Regions from separate parts of the Sus scrofa genome. Here regions 2 and 3 are each linked to region 1. The links are chromatin contacts, called in public HiChIP or PLAC-seq maps. All regions are on one chromosome and are shown on one strand. Each heading gives the region's core, a stretch centred on a gene start, on an enhancer-like site or on the middle of the called end of the contact. The rest is flanking DNA. Distances are from core to core; before and after follow the strand shown.

Evidence for each region. HiChIP or PLAC-seq counts read pairs in DNA pulled down with a chosen protein or histone mark.
Region 2: an H3K27ac HiChIP or PLAC-seq map of alveolar macrophages shows a contact between it and region 1. The contact joins two enhancer-like sites.
Region 3: a contact with region 1 is called in an H3K27ac HiChIP or PLAC-seq map of alveolar macrophages. The contact joins two enhancer-like sites.

Annotation. Positions count from the first base shown.
Region 1 is chr5:29,138,055-29,140,763 of Sscrofa11.1, reverse strand. GNS (N-acetylglucosamine-6-sulfatase) reads left to right here. Exons shown (of 14, transcript XM_021091947.1): 12 at 906-1,016. Among named protein-coding and RNA genes, the nearest start is that of GNS, 51 kb to the left of the region's middle. Within about 2 kb of position 1,258, at least 3 of the 83 cell types and tissues checked have an H3K27ac peak or open chromatin away from gene starts, as enhancers often do. A contact at or near this core is called in alveolar macrophages, where this site is marked.
Region 2 is chr5:29,008,657-29,011,386 of Sscrofa11.1, reverse strand. All of the region lies in intron 2 of RASSF3 (ras association domain-containing protein 3), which reads right to left. Among named protein-coding and RNA genes, the nearest start is that of RASSF3, 60 kb to the right of the region's middle. Within about 2 kb of position 1,351, at least 10 of the 83 cell types and tissues checked have an H3K27ac peak or open chromatin away from gene starts, as enhancers often do. A contact at or near this core is called in alveolar macrophages, where this site is marked.
Region 3 is chr5:28,982,992-28,985,691 of Sscrofa11.1, reverse strand. The region is part of intron 2 of RASSF3 (ras association domain-containing protein 3); the gene reads right to left. Among named protein-coding and RNA genes, the nearest start is that of RASSF3, 35 kb to the right of the region's middle. Within about 2 kb of position 1,446, at least 4 of the 83 cell types and tissues checked have an H3K27ac peak or open chromatin away from gene starts, as enhancers often do. A contact at or near this core is called in alveolar macrophages, where this site is marked.

The sequences.
Region 1 (2,709 bases), core at 9-2,508:
GTTGCATTTGCAACCTAAGCCACAGCGGGCCAACACCAGATCCTTAACTGACTGTGCCAGGTCAGGGATCGCACCTGTGCCCCAGCGCTCTCAAGAAGCCACTGATCCTGTTGCACCACAGTGGGAACTCCGAAGTAACTTTTTATTGAGGGGCTCCCACCTGTAACCCTGCCATAATGAGTGTCTTGCTTTAGTGGCAGCCAAGCTGGTCATGGAGGTGCTAAGAGCGACATTAGCCTCTCTAGAGAAGAGGAAATAGCAGAGTCTATTACAAGTGGAAGCCTAATACCAACGTGTTAAGATATAGTAAAGAAGCAACCAAAAGATAGTAGGGAAGATGTGACGAAATAAGAGTTAAGTCATTGTTGCTTAAAAAGAACACTTGTAAACAACGTGCCTGCAGATGATTCCACAGAGTTCATTTTAGCCTTTTTCGCCAACGTTTAGGATAACAGAACCTAATATACCTTAGTAGTGACTTGTGTATATTAATTTCTTCTATTTCCAACACGTACGACAGGTCTCATTACCACTAATTCTTGCCAAGGGGTTAGCAGGCAGGGATGGCAACAGTCTACAAACAAAACAGCCAGACCTCATGTTCCTTAATTGAGTCAGCCCTCAGTAAGGAACAAAGCCTATCTTTTTTTTTTTTTTTTTGGCCAGACCCATGGCAGGCGGAAGTTCCCAGGCCGGGGATCAAACCTGAGCCACAGCAACAGCAGATCCCTAATGCACTGAGCCACCAGGGAACACTCCTGTTTTACCTACTTCTCTGGGTAAGGTTTCCTCATTTCTGTCCAGTTGTACATCTAGCTTGGGCCAACCTGGTTGCCCCCTAAAGGCAGGTCATATTTGTTACAGTAGAATAATGATCGTCATTTAACTCTGAAATGTCCCCACAGCAATGTTTCCCGGACTGTGTGTGTGAAGATGCGTATAACAACACCTATGCCTGCGTGAGGACCATGTCGCACCTGTGGAATTTACAGTATTGTGAGTTTGATGACCAGGAGGTAAGACAGCCTACTGCATCCTCCCGTGTGTCACCCCAGGGCTTTGTTGGCCAGGCTTTGTGGCAGAAGAGCAATTCCAAGGATGCTCCCTGGGAAAGATGTGTTTCTTATCTGTCTTTCCACTTATGATTCCTTCAGGTAGGGAGAAGGAATTTCATAAGGCTATGCTTGATTTGTCTGTCCTCCATGGGTGGGGTTTTCTTCACTCCCACCACCACCCACACATACCCTTGAAATGCACACAGTTTCCTGTTTCAGAATGCTTCATGCCTGGTCTGTTAACTTCCCTGATAGTTGGGGTGAGGTGGAGGTGGTGAAAGGCATGGAGGCCTTTCCTAGAAAGGAGTGGAGGAGTTCCCATTGTGGCACAGCGGAAACGAATCCAACTAGGAACCTTGAGGTTGTGGGTTCAATCCCTGGCCTCACTCAGTGGGTTAAGGATCCGGCGTTGCTGTGAGCTGTGGTATAGGTTGCAGACGCGGCTTGGATCTGGTGTTGCTGTGGCTCTGGCATAGGCTGGCAGCTACAACTCCGATTAGACGCCTAGCCTGGGAACCTCCATATGCTGCGGGTGCAGCCCTAAAAGGACAAAAGACCAAAAAAAAAGAAAGGAGTGGAGGTGAAAGGATTCAGGGCCTATCCCAGAAAGCTTGCTGGCAGCCACCTTGTTCAGCTCCTGCTGTCCCCACCACAGCCAGGTCCAGCGATGCTCAAATAGATGAGCAGTGACGGGTCAAAGCGTCCTTGGAGGAAGGTGGCTCTTGGCCAACCCAGATCAGTGTGAATTGTCTACAGATCACACAGACTCCTGTCCCTTGTGGTTTCATGCTGCCTATCGGCAAGTGCTCACCTCCTGTGCCTGGCCACCCACATCTTGCCATATGGAGCCGATGCTCGTGGTGTTTCTCAGAAATTGTTTATTTTTAGCTTATAAGCACTTTGGACAACAAGGAGGAAAGAAAGCTTCCCTCAGGCTCACTTCCTTCTTTATAAGTGATAATCTGAGGGCAACTACTGGAAGGCAAAATTTATATACATCTTTGTGGAGCCCATCTCTTTTAAATCCAATTTGGAGAAAGAAGTACAGATTGGGGGGAAATAGTGACATTAGACATGTCTAGTGTTAGAAATAATATTGTATCATTCATCAATTGGTGTCATATATCCCAGACTGCTTTTTAAAATAGAATGTGGAGTTCCCACTGTAGTGTAGCAGGTTAAGTATCTGACATTGTCTCTGTGGTGGTGCTGGTTCAATAACGCAGCCCGACACAGTAGGCTAAGTAGGTCACAGCTGCAGCTCGGATTTAATCCCTGGCTTGAGAACTTTCACATGCTGCAGGTGTGTCTCCCAAAAAATAAATAAATAGAAGAACTTAAGATTTTTATAGTACAGGTTACAGTCCTTTTATATCTATTCTCTTTTGAATTTTCTCAATTGTCAGGCAAAAATAAAACTTCAGATGTCAGCTCTCACTAGACCTTACAAGTCTAGTTTCTGAGACCTTGCCCTTTGAAGGTCTTGCCTTCTATTTTCTGCTTTAATTACAGAAGGTAATAAGTTTCTTCCCCTCTCTCCCCTCCTGACTCTGCCTGCAGGCACAAGCAGCTTGTGGGCCACAGACCCCAAACAATTCAACCTCCAGAACAGATCCTCCATGGTCTCCTCTATACCCTTGGGCCCCTGGAGGAT
Region 2 (2,730 bases), core at 102-2,601, 130 kb after region 1:
GGTCTACTGAGCAAGAGCAGGGATCAACCCTCATCCTCACAGATACTAGTCGGGTTTGTCACCGCCAAGCCATGATGGGACTTCCCTGCTCTTATTGTCTGATGAATTGCCCTCCTCCCCTTTGAAGACGCAGGCTGCTTTCCCAGTCTCTAGTTTTACCTCTAAAATTTTACACTTCTGTCTTTGAACGGTGGGATTCCCATGTGTATGAAATTAAATTTGCTTTTCTCCTGCTAATCTGTCAGTTTGATTATTAGACCAGCCAAGAGAACTTCCGAGGGATAGAGGAAAATTCTCCCCCATATAAATATGGAATATTTATCACAAATACAAGACAGAGGTCTGATGAATGTTTTTCAGTAAATAAGACTTGTAACCCAGAGCCCAAAATATCTGACTTTGAAATCTTTAAGACAACTGCTTTGGGTAAACATTAATGCTTTTTGTTGTTAAGGAAAGGTATTCCAGGGAGATATTGATCCTTCTTAAATACAGACAAAAACCTAGTGGTGGCTTCGGAATTTCTGTGGAGGGAGCCTTACCAGCAGCTTACACAGGGCTGCATAAACTGTACATATAAAAGAAGAGAATTGCTGGTGAGGATAGATTTCTGGAGGGAATAAAAGCGGCTCTCCTGTTCTCCTCTGGTGCTCTGTAACCTCCATTCTTTCCATATTAAGTACAAATTCAGACCTCACTATGTGCACAGTGCCAGGAAAACCAGGTAAATATAAAAGAAAATGTTAGATAAGTTCCCTGCCCTCCAAAAGCTTGTACTTCAATTGGTGAGAAAAACATGCCCCATGAAACAATTACGTAATAATGATAGACAGACTGTGCCAAGGCCATCATTAAATGCAGGAAGAATGTGTGAAAATATAAACCAAAGATCTGAAAATGTGAAGAGATGTGCTGAGTCATAAAGGAGAGAAACAAGAGGGTTCCCTGGCGGTGCAGCGGGTTAAAGATCTGATATTGTCACTACAGCGGCTCAGGTTGCTGCTGCGGTGTGTGTCTGCGAACTTCCTCATGCTGCAGGTGCCACCAAAAAATAAAAAATAAATAAAGGAGAGAGAGAAGCAGAGAAGAGAGTAGGAAGTTCAGGGATGAGAAGGAAGGTCACCCGCAAAAACTTAAGCGGGTGACCTTAATCAAATACTTGAAGATGAGAAAAGAAGTTGATCAGAGAGATGAGGGGTGAACGTGTTGAAACATAAGCCAAGGAGTTAAGACCTTAACTGCTAAGACTTTGGGAACTACCAGCCTGGGTCCGACATAGAGGAGAGGGTTGAGAGGCAGGGCAGGGGGCTTGTGTTGTAACACTAACCTGAGAAGAGCAGGCAAACAAGCTCAGCCACCTCTTGTGAAACTTCCTGTGGTTTTGTGAGAGCTTCATGCAGCTCAGAGAGGATAAGCCCTGGTGGGGCATTGGGAAACCTTAACTGTCAAATCCTTGAACTTTGTATCATTGACTGCCTTGGTCAAAAACAATCTAACAAAATTCAGTCTCCTGCTAAGCTCAAAAGAGGCAAGTGATGAGGACAGTTCAACAAGTTGGAAAAAACGTATGCAAAGGTGGGACCCAGCATGACCCCATCAAGATGTAGGACAATCATGTATCTTTGACTTTGCCAGCTGTTTTCTAGTTTACCATGATTTCGTATTTATTTATTTATTTGTTTATTTTCTTTTTCGGCCACACTCGAGGTATATGGAAGTTTCTGGGCCAGGGATCAAATCCAGGCTGCAGACTCAACCTGTGCCACAACTGCAGCAATGCAATGCTGGAACCCCTGATTTTTGGCTCTTTTCTTTTCTTTCTTTTTTTTTTTTTGCTCTTTAGGGCTGCACCTGCAGCATATGGAGGTTCCCAGGCTAGGGGTCGAATAGGAGCTACAGCTGCCGACCTGCACCACAGCCTCAGCAATGCAAGATCTGAGCCACGTCTGCGAGCTACACTAGAGCTCATGGCAACGCCAGATCCTTGACCCACTGAGCGAGACCACGGATGGAACCTGCAACCTCATGGTTCCTAGTTGGATTCATTTCTGCTGCACCACGACGGGAATTCCTGGACTTTTTTTAAAGCTACTACAACCATGATTTAATGTTTCTTTCAACAAATATCTCATGATTCTCTCCGGGGTTTTAAACAATCATTATACGTCCTGAAAGTATATTCTACCTGGGGAGGTAATAGGGGGAGTGAGAAATTTTGTCTTCTGTATTCTTAGATCTGGAGCCCTACAAATTAAACTGACAAAAGACAGATTAACAGGAGAAAAAAAGTTATTACATAGACATCAGGCAGGTTTCCAGGAAAGAACTGAAAAGCCAAAGAGATGGAGAGACTAGGGCTTAAATATCTTTATATCAGTGTGAAGGGGGTTTAGTTAGATAAGGCTAAGGCAGGGAGGAGGGGAAGGTTGTAGGAAGGTCACCAGGAAATGTATGGTAAATAACAGCTGTTAGGAAGGTTTGTAAAGCAGACTCAAGTCATCTCAGCTGATAGTCTCCAGTCATTCTCCTCTTTATACCAAGGAGAGGAAAATGCTTTTACAAATGGAAATTTCCTTTATAAAAATGTAAATTTCCTTTACAAAAGGGAAGTTTATACTCTGGTTTTAGAGCTTTCCCTGAGCTGGCCGTTCCTCAGTTGCCTTCCATTCAAAAAAAAATTTTATCTACATGTGCCCTATTTTGGGGTAACATATCCTGATTCCCTTCAGG
Region 3 (2,700 bases), core at 197-2,696, 160 kb after region 1:
CCTGGGACCCTCCACATGCCACAGGTGCGGCCCTAAAAAGACAAAAAGCCAAAAAAAAAAAAAAAAAAAAAAAAGCACAAAAGGGGGGTGGTGGTGGAAATCAGTCTAATTCAGGATAAGAGAAAATTTATAAGCTATGAAATCTGAGCCTGGTCGAAGGATGTTTGCCCTCTGGCTATCGAAGGAATAGAATGAGTGTTCCCTGATGGCTCAGGGGGTTAAGGATCTGGCACGGTCACTGCTTCGGCGTGGGTTCGATCCCTGGCCCAGGAACTTCTACATGCTGTGGGTGCAGCCAAAAAATTAATCTAACTCACATCCTCACAGAGACAACGTTGGGTCCCTAACCCACTGAGCTACAGGGGGAACTCCTCATCTCCCAATTCTAATGAATGCATTGGAACCACAAACAGAAAGTGTCACACATCTCTCCACCGGACAACTATGATGGGGAGATAATTGCTGGAAATGACTGGTGTGATGCTATTAACGCCAGATCAGGGGAGGCTGCCAAGGGCTTGGCTTTTTCACCCCTGATGGTAGCCAAAAAACACAGGTGTCTTAAAGAAAAGAAAGTACAGAGGAAAGTGTTGAATGACCAGGAAATGTACAGGCTGAAGCCTCAGCCCATCTCCAGACAGAACTCACTGGAGGGCTCCCTCCTCCGTTGCCAGGTAACAGTGAGGCTTCAGAGCTGCCTTCAGGTTGGGGCGGGGAGGGTGTCCTCATTTCCCATTGCCGGGTGGCCTCACGGTCCGCTGAAGCCCTTGTCTTGAAAACCTGACAGTCTACTCTGTGCAGGAGGTCAGGGCCCAGTCTCTGTGGTGTGTCATTATAAACACAGAGCAGGACAAACTCAGACATGACATTCCCCAGGCGCCTCTTCCGCAAGCCAGTTACCATCTGGAAGCCTGACTTTCAGGTGCTGCCTCTCTGTTCTCTCAGCCCTTTCCTCTGATGGGTTATTCCTGTTGCTGGAATTTAAGATTCTCTTTTCACTTCGGTAAAACTGGGTCTCCCCTCAGAGCATCCCGTGAGTTACGCTTTGCCTCCACAGCGCACACATTGGTGTATACATTTCTGGAGTCAGAGAGCCTCCTAAGGTATAAATATTTACATGTTTCAGGAAAATGCTTCCAGATGAAGTCACTGCCAACTCCTGGAACCATCCTCAGTGGCTTCTAAGGAGCTGAGAAGCAGGCAGAGTTCAAAGGATACAACCTTTTTTTGTTGTTTTTGGTTTTTTAGGGCTGCACCCGTGGCATATGGAGGTTCCCAGTCTAGGGGTCCAATCGGAGCTACAGCTGCTGGCCTACGCCAGAGCCACAGCAACACGGGATCCGAGCCATGTCTGCGACCTACAGCACAGCTCACGGCAACGCCAGATCCTTAACCCACTGAGCAAGGCCAGGGATTGAAACTGCAACCTCATGGTTCCTAGTCTGATTCGCTTCCGCTGCGTCACGGTGGGAACTCCCAAAGGGCGGAACCTTGAGTGAGGTCTTTAGAAACATCTTAACCCAGAATCTGGTTTGGTAGATGACTTGAGAACCCTTCAAGACCCTCCCCTGCGGCAGGCTTTACCAGGCTGTGATGAACTCCGCTGGAATGGCAGAATCCTTGCTTTTCCTTTTTAAAAATTTTATTATTATATTTATTTATTCATGCATTCATTCATTGATTTTGGCTGCACCCACGGCATATGGGAGTTCCTGGGCCAGGGATCAAATCCAAGGTGCAGCTGCAGCAATGCTGGATCCTTAATCCACTGCACGGAGCCAGGGATTGAACCTGCACCTCCGCATCAACCAAGCTGCTGCAGAGACAACACTGGATCCTTAATCTGCTGTACCACAGGCAGGAACTCCTATTTTTTATTTTTGGCCACACCCATGGCATGTGAAAGGTCCCAGGCCAGGGATTGACCCCCGTGCCACAGCAGCCACAATGCCGGATCCTTAACTGAGCCACCAGGGAATGCCAATCCTCACTTTTGCAATGCTACAGAGAACCCTGTGGGAAATGCCATGACGGATGTTAAGACAAAAGCAGTTAGATTCTTGCGGGGGCCGTTTATGTAGAAGAGGGGGTGTGTGCAGTGAAAGGCAGGCAGCTAAATGGCTCTTTAGACAATTTTTCCCTTTGTTTCTGGCTACCAGCTAGAAGTATGTCTCAATTTTCTAGTCAGCAACTTAAGCCAGATGCACACATGGTATCTCGACAAAGAAAGAGGCCAGTATGAAAAGATATTAAAATTCAAAACACACTTGGGAAACGGCCTTCTCCTCAGATTGCTTGGTCACAGAGAGAATTCCTCAATCAGAGATGAGGTCAAGTGATGGTGTCGCGTTCAGCCTTATCTGTCCCCTGATATTAATATGACACCCAGATGATACTTATCAAGGAGAAAAGGCTAAGCTAAAACATTTGTCCTCCTAACCCAGCAGCCACTAAGCATCAGCTTTAGGATGGCACCAAAATAAGCATTCTGAGGAGACAAGCCTATCATCAGCGCCTGTCCACTTTTCAACTAAATCTGTCATTGACAAAGATACATCCTGTGCTTGAGGTTCACGTTTCAAAGAAAATACTACATCCAGCAATCTATCCTCCAAAGCTTATACAACTTGTCGGGCAGAGTCTGAGAGAGCCAAGATCAAATCTGAGCCAACTAAGGCCAGAGTTAGAGGAAGCCACAGA